2 separate regions of the Mus musculus genome follow, and region 2 is linked to region 1. A link is a contact called in public Micro-C data. All regions are on one chromosome and are shown on one strand. Each heading gives the region's core, a stretch centred on a gene start, on an enhancer-like site or on the middle of the called end of the contact. The rest is flanking DNA. Distances are from core to core; before and after follow the strand shown. Region 1 overlaps Prex2 (phosphatidylinositol-3,4,5-trisphosphate-dependent Rac exchange factor 2). Region 2 has its middle 85 kb from the start of A830018L16Rik.

Region 1 (5,332 bases), core at 833-3,332:
TTCACTTTGATAATACACTGTCCTGGATGAAGGCCAGCTGCTGCAGCCACAGTACCTTTAAATATCAATGAGGACTATTGTCAAAGTCAAATGTCAGCAAAAGGATTCATCTTTATCAGATGCAGACCAATGGAAGCACGTTTAAACATCTCAAAGCGTAACTAAAATATTCCTGATGAATCTGGTTCAGATAGCAATGGCCCTCACTCCTACCAGTTCTTTACCAGTGATCTAGACTGTGATTAATAGACTATTCCACTGTCTCCGAAAGGATTATTTGGAGGGAATAGCACATAGCGATATATCCTTTCAGTTGCTGATCAGCCATTTCCCTTTCTTATGTCGAGTCAATCTAACTTTCTAAATCTATAGTGAAACAAAAGTCTGAAAGACCAAAAGCATGCACTTTACTTAGTTTACTAAATCCATAGGTACTAAAATAATTACTTTTGTTTTTAAAAGCCAATAATTTAATGTACATATAAAATTAATTCTTTAAAACTCTTGCAGACATTTTTTTTTCTGTGTGGGTGTGCATGTTCATGTGAGTGTATATAAGTGTATGGGGTATGGATTTGCCAGTATGTGTGTGTGTGTGTGTGTGTGTGTGTGTGTGTGTGTGCGCGCGTGTGTGTGTGGTATGTGTGTGTGTGTGTGTGTGCTTGCATACATAGACAAGAGCATTTCTTAGATTACCTTTCCATATATTTTTTTGAGTCAGGCTTTACCACCCCTCCTGGGGGAAAATTATTAGCTAGATTGGCTGTCTAGCAATCCCCAGACACCATCCTGCTCCTGCCTCCCCGGTGCTAGAATTATAGGGGTGCACTGAAGATATTAGCTTTTCTATGTGATTGCTGGAAATCCAAACTCTGGTTAACAAACAGTTCAAGGACTTCAACTGAATCATCTCTTTAGCCTAAATAGAGCAATTCCTAATGGAAAAAAGTCAAGTCAATTAGCAATCACAACTGGTTGTTTGAAGGTAAATGGGAGTTTGGGAGCCAGAGAATGTGTGAACAATTAAGCAATTATCGGTCATCCATTCACTTTGAGTCTATAGGTGCATAACTGTGTACCTATGGAAATGTACCTAAGCAAATATGTAAGTGGCATGTCCTAACTGGATACTTAAGATTTTCCAACACAAACACACACACACACACACACACACACACACACACACACACACACACATTATACCAATGCCCATAAAACTTACCATACAGTAGAAAATATTCCCCCTGCAAACAATATACTGATAAAAGAATCATAAACAGATTTAAAAACTTTTATACTTAAAACACTTTATTCTCTGTTCAGTCCCCTCTAAGGTTAATTCTTAAAAATGTTTTTTTCTACACTGAATTAATCCTTAGGTAAGGCAAATATTTCATCAGTGAGTAATGCTTTAATTCGGAAAAGCACTCGGCCATAAGCAGTTCTATTTGTGTGCAAGCTTAGAGTTAGTGAGGGTGGGGGGACATGTGAGATAGACTGGATAAGTAGAGGAGTGACCCCCTCTCAGGAGTCATCCCTGGAGTTTGAACTTTATTATACTTGGAGGATATGAAGGACATATGTTTCACAGCCTGAGTGTCTGGGAGGTAAGGAAGAAGTGTATCTTGGGAGACATAGGCAAGTGTGAGAAGGAGAAAGAGCCAGCAGGGCAAGAACCTGTTTAAAAAAAAATGGCTGAGAAGCACGAAGGGCTCATGGGGACAGAGATGACATCAGGACATATAGTTCTGTGAAGCCTGCAGACAGCAGGGCAGATGTGTTTTGGTGTCTCATTTTGTTGCTTTTTCTCTCCAGCTATTCTGAAGAAAGAGCCAGGAAGGTGCTCAGACTGATCCAAGGCTGAACTCTAGTGGCCTGGGAGCAGCAACACTAGCAAGAATGACCACAGTGGCCCTTTCTTGGGGCATAATTTGCTTGATAATGAATCACCACTGGGTTTAAAAAAAAAAAAAAGCCTGAGACCAAAAACACAAAAGATTCCCCATTCCCAGACTTTCCCATTTGAGAAACAAAAACCATGAACCCAGAGGCCACACACTTAGAAGTCAGCAGAGGCCACACACTCAGAAGTCAGCAGAGGCCACACACTTCAGAAGTCAGTGAAGGACTACACCTCTGCACACTGCTCTATGCATTTAGGCTAGCAGTGCCTGTCCCCAAGGATGAGACAAACTTCCCTCACAGGTAGTAAAAACAGAAACCATATATGTGTTAGCTCAGTACATGTCTGTTCCAGTGTTGAAAGACCTTTAAATGTGGAAAGGCATTAAATGTTTACCCATTGTGGAAATCTAAGTGGAACGTTACTTCTTTTGAAAGAACATTTACTTTTGAATCATACATGCATTGGTTAATTTTATAGTACAATTTTGGTTCTGAAAGAAACACCCTTTCAAAATGTCTCTGCTTCATGCTTGAGTGACCATATGGTGATGTATTAATTTCTTAGTACTACAAATATGACCTTCCCCGTATTACATAAGTGTGAGACTTTCCCTGTTCACAAAGGCCCTTCTTGCCCCAGCAGCCAGGACATTTGTTCTGTGCAACACTCAGAAATCTCTACTCCCTTTAGTGGTGTCAGAAAGATATAAAAATACAGATTGCAAGAGCTTTTTATTTGCCTTCCAAATAATTTCATAAGAATAAGTAGGCTTTTAGTCACTAAAATTACTTGGTTAAGAATGAATTTCAAAATGAAATTTTTTGAGGACTCAATGGAAAACGTTGAAGGAAATATATTGCAAGATGGTATCAAGACCAGAACTCTCTACAAAACTTGAAAACTCTCATTTTTAAGTTATTGAACAAAGCCCCAAATTTTATTTGATGCTAAGAAAAACACAAATAGAACACCTTAAAATCATTAATTTAAACCAAAGTAGACCAATAAATAAATAAATAAATAAATAAATAAATAAATAAATAATCATGACTGAGGTTGTCATTCTTCAATCAGATTTGTAACAATAATAATATAATTGAGAATTTGGGAGGGGCTGTTTTTTTATTTATTTGTTCATGGGGTTTTCTTGTATGTGGCTATATGTGCATTCACACGAGCAGGCATGTGTGTGTGTGTGTGTGTGTGTGTGTGTGTGTGTGTGTATGCATATGTCGAGGGCCAAAGATTTTCCTGGAGTACACCAGTTTTTTAGCAAGGTTTCTCACCTGAAATTCGCCTTCAGACTGTATTAGACAGCCAGCAAGCCCAGGGGATTCTGGAGTCTCTGTGCCCACCCCTCCCCCCAGCTGGGATTAAAGCTGAGTGCTAGCACACAAAGGTCTGTTTTGTATTTTGTTTTTAATGTGAGAGTTAGAGATCAGAATTCACAATCTCTGTTTGGGGGCCAGTACTTCACCTATGCAGCCATCTCTCCCATCTCCTTTTTGTTTTTTTGAGAAAGGTCTCACTCTTGCCTGAGTAAGCTAGTGTCAGAACGTAAATCAATCCTTCTACCTTGGCTTTCCTGAGTACTAGCCATGTAGACATGAGAAAGGACATACAGATTGAAGTTTGAGATTTTATTTTGATGTATGATTTTCAGAATGTCCTTTTCATGCATTACTTCAGTGAAAGGGGTCCATTCCTAGCACTCTGAGGACTCCCTTCAGTTGGACAGGGAAGAGCCAAAGGACCTGCTGGTGCACTTCTGGATGCAGCAGCAAAGAATGTCTCACCTCTTCCCACCGCATGCACAACTGAAGGTCCAAAGCCTCTGATCTGGAAACCAAGCCCGTCTGCAGAATCTGGAATCTTAACGGTCCTAAAAGTAACCAGAAAATACAGTGAGACAAATGTAACCCCACAGTTGGTTCTGCAGGCACTCATCTACACCTCCTCTCAGATGGCAGGAAGGAATTTGGAGGTAGTGGCTCCTCCAGCTGAGACAGCTCAGGGCCCTCAACAGGATGTAAATAGAATGGTAGTGGTAGACTCCAGATGGGCTCCCCAGCTCAGGCCCCCAAAACAGAATGTAAAGAACAATAGGTGTTAGAGGTCACTCCAACTAGGTCAACTGCAGAGAAACTTCCTCACCAGGGAGCATGTGCAGTGTTGTTAACCTTTCCCCTACTGGACTTTTCAACCTCCTTGGCACTAAAATCTCTTATGCATAGTCTTGCATTTTATTCGCCTACTTATCTCAAATAAAATTTTGTATGAAGTGGGGAGCTCTTTGTTAGGTTTCCCCCATTATTAGAAATGTCCCCTCTGGGAGGGGGGACAGGAAAGGGGATAACAGGTGGAAGAGAAATCGAAGCCCCGCCCGACATGGCCATCTGGGTTTTTACTCAGGTCAGACTGTTCTTTACTGGAGTGTATTCTTGCTGTCCCATTTGTCCTAACTGAACCTTCCACTGCTTCATCTAGTACTGTTCCCCGATAAATTCTTATGTTACAGGGGAAACTGCTGCTGGGATCAAGACCAGAAGAAACTGGAAAACTGGGGAAGGTCTACCTGGTGGCCACCACTGAGTGAGAAGCCGGTGAAGATAACAATGGCCATTGCCTAACCCAAAATGAGGCATGTAATAGGGATGCCATAGAGTGCCCACAAACTCTTACATAGATGCATCCTCTGTGGGAAAGAGCAGACAATGTGGACAGCTAAACTAGCTCTACATCCTTATACTGCTCCATGTAGTTGGGTAAACTTGTGTTTAGACTAGCTGCTGCTATAAAACATGCTACAGAAACTGTTGGAGGCTATCACCATTAAAACTTACTTTGTAGTATGCTGATGGGGCTTAAAGAGACAGTTTCTATACTAGTTAAATTCTGTTTCTAGCATAAAACTACTACCAAAGCAAGCTGTAGGGGGATTGATTTCATCTTGTAGATTACTGCTAATCATCAAGGCAAAGGCAGAGGCAGGAACAGAAGAGAGACCATAGGACAATAGTGCTTAGACTAGGCTTACTTACTGCACAGCTAGCTTCTCTAAGCAGACCAACACAACTGCCAAGGAGTGCCACAACTCAGAGGGCTGGGCTCTCTTTCATTCATTAGCAATGAAGAAAATGCCCCCAGAGACAACCCACAGGACAATCTGATGAAAGCAGTTCCTCAGCTAACACTCCCCTTCCTCAGGTGTGTCAAGTTGATAGCCAAGATTAGTCATTACAGTAGCAAACTGCCCTGACCGATGCTGAGCTACATAGACACTCAAGAAAAAAGAAGCATTCTTCATTGGCTTACTATCACATACAGGAAATATACTTCTACTCTTGCAAAAATCACCAGAGGCCAAACAAGGACAAGTTATAGAGGACAGAGCTGTCTAACACTACATCGTATCCTCGGGAATTT
Region 2 (5,332 bases), core at 1,055-3,554, 180 kb before region 1:
AACCCTATTAAGAATGGGGTGCAGAGCTAAACAAAGAATTCTCTACTGAGGAATACCTAAAAAAAAAGTGTTCAACATCCTTAGTCATCTAGGAAATGCAAATCAAAACAACCCTGAGATTCTACCTCACACCAATCAGAATGGCTAAGATCAAAAATTCATATGACAGCAGATGCTGGAGATGGTACAGGAAAAGAGGAAAACTCCTCCATTGCTGGTGGGATTGCAAGCTGGTATACCCACTCTGGAAATCATTTTGGAGGTTCCTCAGAAAATTGGACATGTACTACCTGATGACACAGCAATACCACTCCTGGGCATATACCCAGGAGATGCTTCAACATGTAATAAGGATACATTTTCTACTGTGTTCATAGAAGCTTTATTTATAATAGCCAGAAGCTGGAAAGAACCCAAATATCTGTCAACAGAGGAATGGATACAGAAAATGTGGTACATTTACACAATGGAGAACTACTCAGCTATTAAAAACAATGAATTTATGAAATGGATGTAGGCAAATGGATGGATCTAGAGGATATCATCCTGAGTGAGGTAACCCAATCAGAAAAGAACTCATGTGATATGCACTCACTGATAAGCAGATATTAGCCCAGAATCTCAGAATACCCAAGATACAATTCATAGACCACATGAAACTCAAGAAGGAATACCAATGTGTGGATACTTCGATCCTTCTTAGAAGGGGGAACAAAATACCCATGGAAGGCGGTAAAGAGACAAAGTGTGGAATGGAGACTGAAGAAATGACCATTCAGAGACTGCCCACCTCCCCAGGGATCCATCCCATATATAATCACCAAACCCAGCCACTGTAGTGGATGCCAACAAGTGCTTGATGATAGAAGCCTAATATAACTCTCTCCTGAGAGGCTCTGCCAGTGCCTGAACAATACGGAAGTGGACGCTCACCGCTATCCATTGGACTGAGTATAGGGTCCCCAATGAAGGAGCTAGAGAAAGGACCTAAGGAGCTGAAGGGGTTTGGAGCCCCATAGGAGGAACAACAATATGAACTAACCAGTACCCCCAGATTTTCCAGGGAGTAAACCACCAACCAAAGAGTACACATAATGGGACTCATGGCTTCAGCTGCATATGTAGCAGAGGATGCCCTAGTCAGACATCAATGGGAGGAGAGGCCCTTCATCCTGTGAAGCCTCTATGCCCCAGGGTGGGAGAATGCCAGGTTGCTGAGCAGGGGGATGGGGAAGGGAATAGGGGGAGGGTGTTTTTCAGAGGAGAAACCCATAACAGTGATTACATTTGAAATATAAATAAAGAAAATATCCAATTTAAAAAAAAAAGAAATCTTAAAAAAAAAAAGGAAAAAAGAAGAAAAAAAGAACAAAAGAAAACACTAATAAACAAATTAACTTGGAAGAGGAAAATCTCAAGGACTCTTAACCGGAGTCTACAGGCAGCTGATGTTGCCTGAGGGAAGAGGAAGCAGGCATTCCTGTGGCTGAGCCTTCTAATACCAAGGTGTGTCCCCTCCCCCTCAGCCTTGAGTAAGCTAAACAAATCCCTGATGGTTTTACAATCTGGCTTTAGTTGCATGTGGCCTCACCACATTTGCAATTCCCTACCAGAGTTTTGTGGAGTAGACTGCCTGGAGAGCTTGCTTTGCAACTCAATCCAGCTAAAACAAAGGATGAGGCTGTGGGTTTTCACAGAAAATTAAACTTTGAGCCTTGATCATAAACCTTTGTTTTGGCTTCATCCTTCTCTCATGCACCTGGGCTTTTTCATTTCCAGCCTCTCTTTCAGGTACCCAAAGCTGCTGGACAGCTACGCCAAGGAGTGAAAACTGAAATATCTTGCACATACAAGCAGCACTTAACAGGAACAGCATGTTTATACACATACATGTGTGTTTGTATGTGTGTATAATAAGAAAGAAAAAGCTATGAATTTGATAGGGAGGAAGGGACATGGGAGTGGTTGTGGGGAGGAAAGAAATGCAGAAAATGATACATTTATATTTTAATTAAAATGTAAAAGCTAACAAAAACGATTTGTTGCCGACAAAGTGTAAACAAATTAAAAGGAGATGGTACCCCAATTTGTCATTAGGGCTTTGTAGAGCCTGAGAAACGGCTTGGCACTCACACAAAGACCAGTGGGGGAGGGGCGCCACTGCCCACCATTTCCACCACGTGACCCACCGCTGCCGAGGGACCCACAAACTTTAAACTAAGTGAGCTGTGCCACTTCCGCACGCCTTATAGGCTGGGCTTCCACGCTCCCATTCACTGGTTCGCTAAAAATCCCGACGCAGACACCGGCATACCATTGGTAGGGCTTGTCAGTGGGGGAAAGGCCTCCAGGTCCCGGAGCAGAGCCTGGCCAGTACTGCCTGAGCTAGCGTTCCAGCTGACATGAAGCGGAGACATTGCCCATCTGGATCTTGTTCTCCCGAAAGTTGCTCTCTCTCCTCAGGGCCCTAGCAGCCGGCTGAAACCCCTGGCCAGGGTGGAGCACTTTCCACAGTAAGTCCAGGACCTCCTGGGTAGCCACTAGAGTCATGACGACTTGGGCACTCTAGCCTGGCTGATTTCCTTTTTGGATTCTGAACTGTTCTCGGGACGCCAGTACGAACATCAAGAACTTTCAGAACATGGGCAATAACGTATCTTTAAACGTACCCCCAGATACACTGCTGGGATGTCTCCTAGAACATCTTAAGTCTTTGAAGCTGATGCCTCCTTTAAAGGCATCAAAATTAAAACGATCTTAACACATACTGCCAGCAAACCGGTAAATAGGAGGAGGTTATCTATGTAAAATCTTTTCATTCATCTCCGTCCCAACCCCGCTATGTGTTCTTCTGCTCTCCAACTCAACTTCTGTTAGCCACGAATCCTGCACAACTCCCACTAGATGATACCACAATACTGGACCCAGCATATGAACCACCTCCTTTTTGCCATAGACCTGCTTCTGCACCGTTTAGAACCCAAACTGCTGCCTCAGTTTTCCCCCACCGAGACTCCCCAGGGTCTGCCACCAGCTCTCTTCCTTCTGCCCCAACTGCAGGTCCCTCCTAGCACCTACTTTCACATGCCCTATCACTCGCTGTAAGGCCACGACCAAAACCCCAAACTCTCCACCCCTGGAAGAATCCGACCCAGCGACTGTCCTTCCCTTAAGGGAAGTTGTGGGGGTAGATGGTCTGATCAGAGTACACGTTCCCTTCTCACTGAGCGAACTTTCTCAGATAGAGAAGAGATTGGGCTCCTATACTTCTAATTCTTCTGCCTTTATCAAAGAATTTCAGTATATCACTCAGTTGTACAGCTTGACTTCTCATGATATACACATGATACTTACTAACAATTTGCTTCCTGAGGAACTCGGGCAAGTTTGGGAACAAGTGAGAGCACATGCAGACGAGATTCATCAAACAGATAGAGCATATTCAATCTGATCGGAGACAGTACCTGACGTGGATCCTCAGTGGAATTATAATTCTGCAGGTGGTATTCTAGCCAGGGACAGGTTTGTTACATGTCTTTTGGTGGGTCTGAGAAAAGCAGCTTTAAAGCCGGTAAATTTTGAAAAACTTCAAGAGGTTGTCCAAGATAAACAGGAGAATCCATCTCATTTTCAGAACACCTTAAAGGGGCTCTATTGCAGTATACCAATCTGGACCCTGAGAACCCAGAGGGTAAACAACTCTTAATGACTTACTTCTTTTCCCAGAGCTACCCCAACATAAAAGCTAAACTTAAGAAATTGGAGAGGGGACCCTTGACTCCACAGACAGAAGAAGTCTTGGCGCTGGTCTTCAAGGTGTACCATGGGAGAGATGATAGGTTTCACGAACAGTAGTACAATATGCTGGCAAAGGCTGTCCGACCAGCCCCAGCTGCTACCCCGAGCTCGTGGTCTCCTAAGACCCAGGGACCACCAGGCACCTGTTACAGATGTAGTCAACAAGGTCATTGGGCCAAAGCCTGCCCTAGTCCCCGCAAGCTGAGGGGGGCATGCCCTAGGTGCCATATCAAGAGGGACATTGGACTGTTGAATGCCCCCATGTTACACAAAACAGGGGGGCATCACTCCCAGATAACCCTCCAACCGATATCCTAGAGTTGGCTTTGGCTGACTGACAAGACCCAGGCTCCTCTGACCTGACCACTGCCATCACGAACAGAGAGCTTAGGGTAGACATCATGGTCTGTGGGCGACCCATCTCTTTCCTTTTGGACACTGGAGCCATTTACTCCGTCCTAACGGAGTTTTGGGGGCCCACATCTCCCTCTCGTTTTCCTGTGTCGGGGTAGGAGGACAACCTTTTACTTCCTATATCAGACCCCACCACTCAATTGCATTTTCAGGGGTGTACCTTTCACCCATTCCTTTTTGGTAGTGACCACATATCCTGTCCCCTTGTTGGGAAGAGACCTCCTATCTAAGCTGGGAGCCTCTATTTCTTTTGCTCCCCATATTCACCTGAACTCAACCTCACCAGCAGTTCCTCTGGTCCTCCTTTTAGCCAGCCAACCTACTAACAATACCATGTCATTCTCTTTACCAGCCTCACAGGTTGATCCCCGAGTCTGGGACATCCAGAACCCCTCTGTCACTAAACACCATTCGCCTGTTGTCATCCAATTGTTGGACCCTACCAGGTATATCACCCAGGCTCAATACCCTCTCTCCCTCCAGAGCCTCAGGGGACTCAAGCCGATCATCTCTGACCTGTTGAGAAACAAACTCCTTCTCCCTACCTCTTCTCCCTTTAACACCCCTATACTTGTGGTAAAGAAACCCAACGGTGCCTATTGTTTAGACCAGGATCTCAGACGTATCAACTCTCCACCCGGTTGTGGCTAACCCCTACATGCTTCTTTCTACTATCCCCTCAGGTACTTCCCATTTCTCAGTTGTAGATCTTAAGGATGTGTTTTCCTCTATTCCTCTAGATGTTCAGTTACAAAACATATTGGCTTTTACCTGGACAGATCCTGATACCCACTTTTCTACCCAACTGACCTGGACTGTTTTACCTCAGGGATTCTGGGATAGCCCACACCTTATTGGGCAGGCCTTCCTAAATCTAAGATCATACTTTACATAGATGATGTCCTTCTCTGTAGCCCTTCTCTAGAAATCAGCCAGACTGACACCTCCGCTCTTCTGAATTTCCTCTCTAATCGTGACTACAGGGTCTCACCCTCTAAAGTCCAACTGTCCACTCCTCAGGTTACCAATTTGGGACTAACAATCACCCCGACACATTAGACAGAAAGAATCTGATTCAATCTCTAACTGTTCCGACTACAAAAGAAGAAATTTTGTCATT

Evidence for each region. A called contact is a pair of places that touch in the nucleus more often than the background predicts.
Region 2: a contact with region 1 is called in a Micro-C map of embryonic stem cells, with 4 times the contacts expected there. The contact joins two enhancer-like sites. A contact is called at or near these places in 1 of 484 Hi-C or Micro-C datasets (embryonic stem cells) and 1 of 9 other capture datasets (adipose tissue).

Annotation. Positions count from the first base shown.
Region 1 is chr1:11,148,266-11,153,597 of GRCm38.p6, reverse strand. Prex2 (phosphatidylinositol-3,4,5-trisphosphate-dependent Rac exchange factor 2) reads right to left here. Exons shown (of 40, transcript NM_029525.1): 19 at 3,703-3,788; 20 at 1-55. Among named protein-coding and RNA genes, the nearest start is that of Gm24173, 17 kb to the right of the region's middle. Within about 2 kb of position 2,082, at least 7 of the 459 cell types and tissues checked have an H3K27ac peak or open chromatin away from gene starts, as enhancers often do. A contact at or near this core is called in embryonic stem cells, where this site is marked.
Region 2 is chr1:11,326,628-11,331,959 of GRCm38.p6, reverse strand. No RefSeq gene overlaps it. Among named protein-coding and RNA genes, the nearest start is that of A830018L16Rik, 85 kb to the left of the region's middle. Within about 2 kb of position 2,304, at least 103 of the 459 cell types and tissues checked have an H3K27ac peak or open chromatin away from gene starts, as enhancers often do. A contact at or near this core is called in embryonic stem cells, where this site is marked.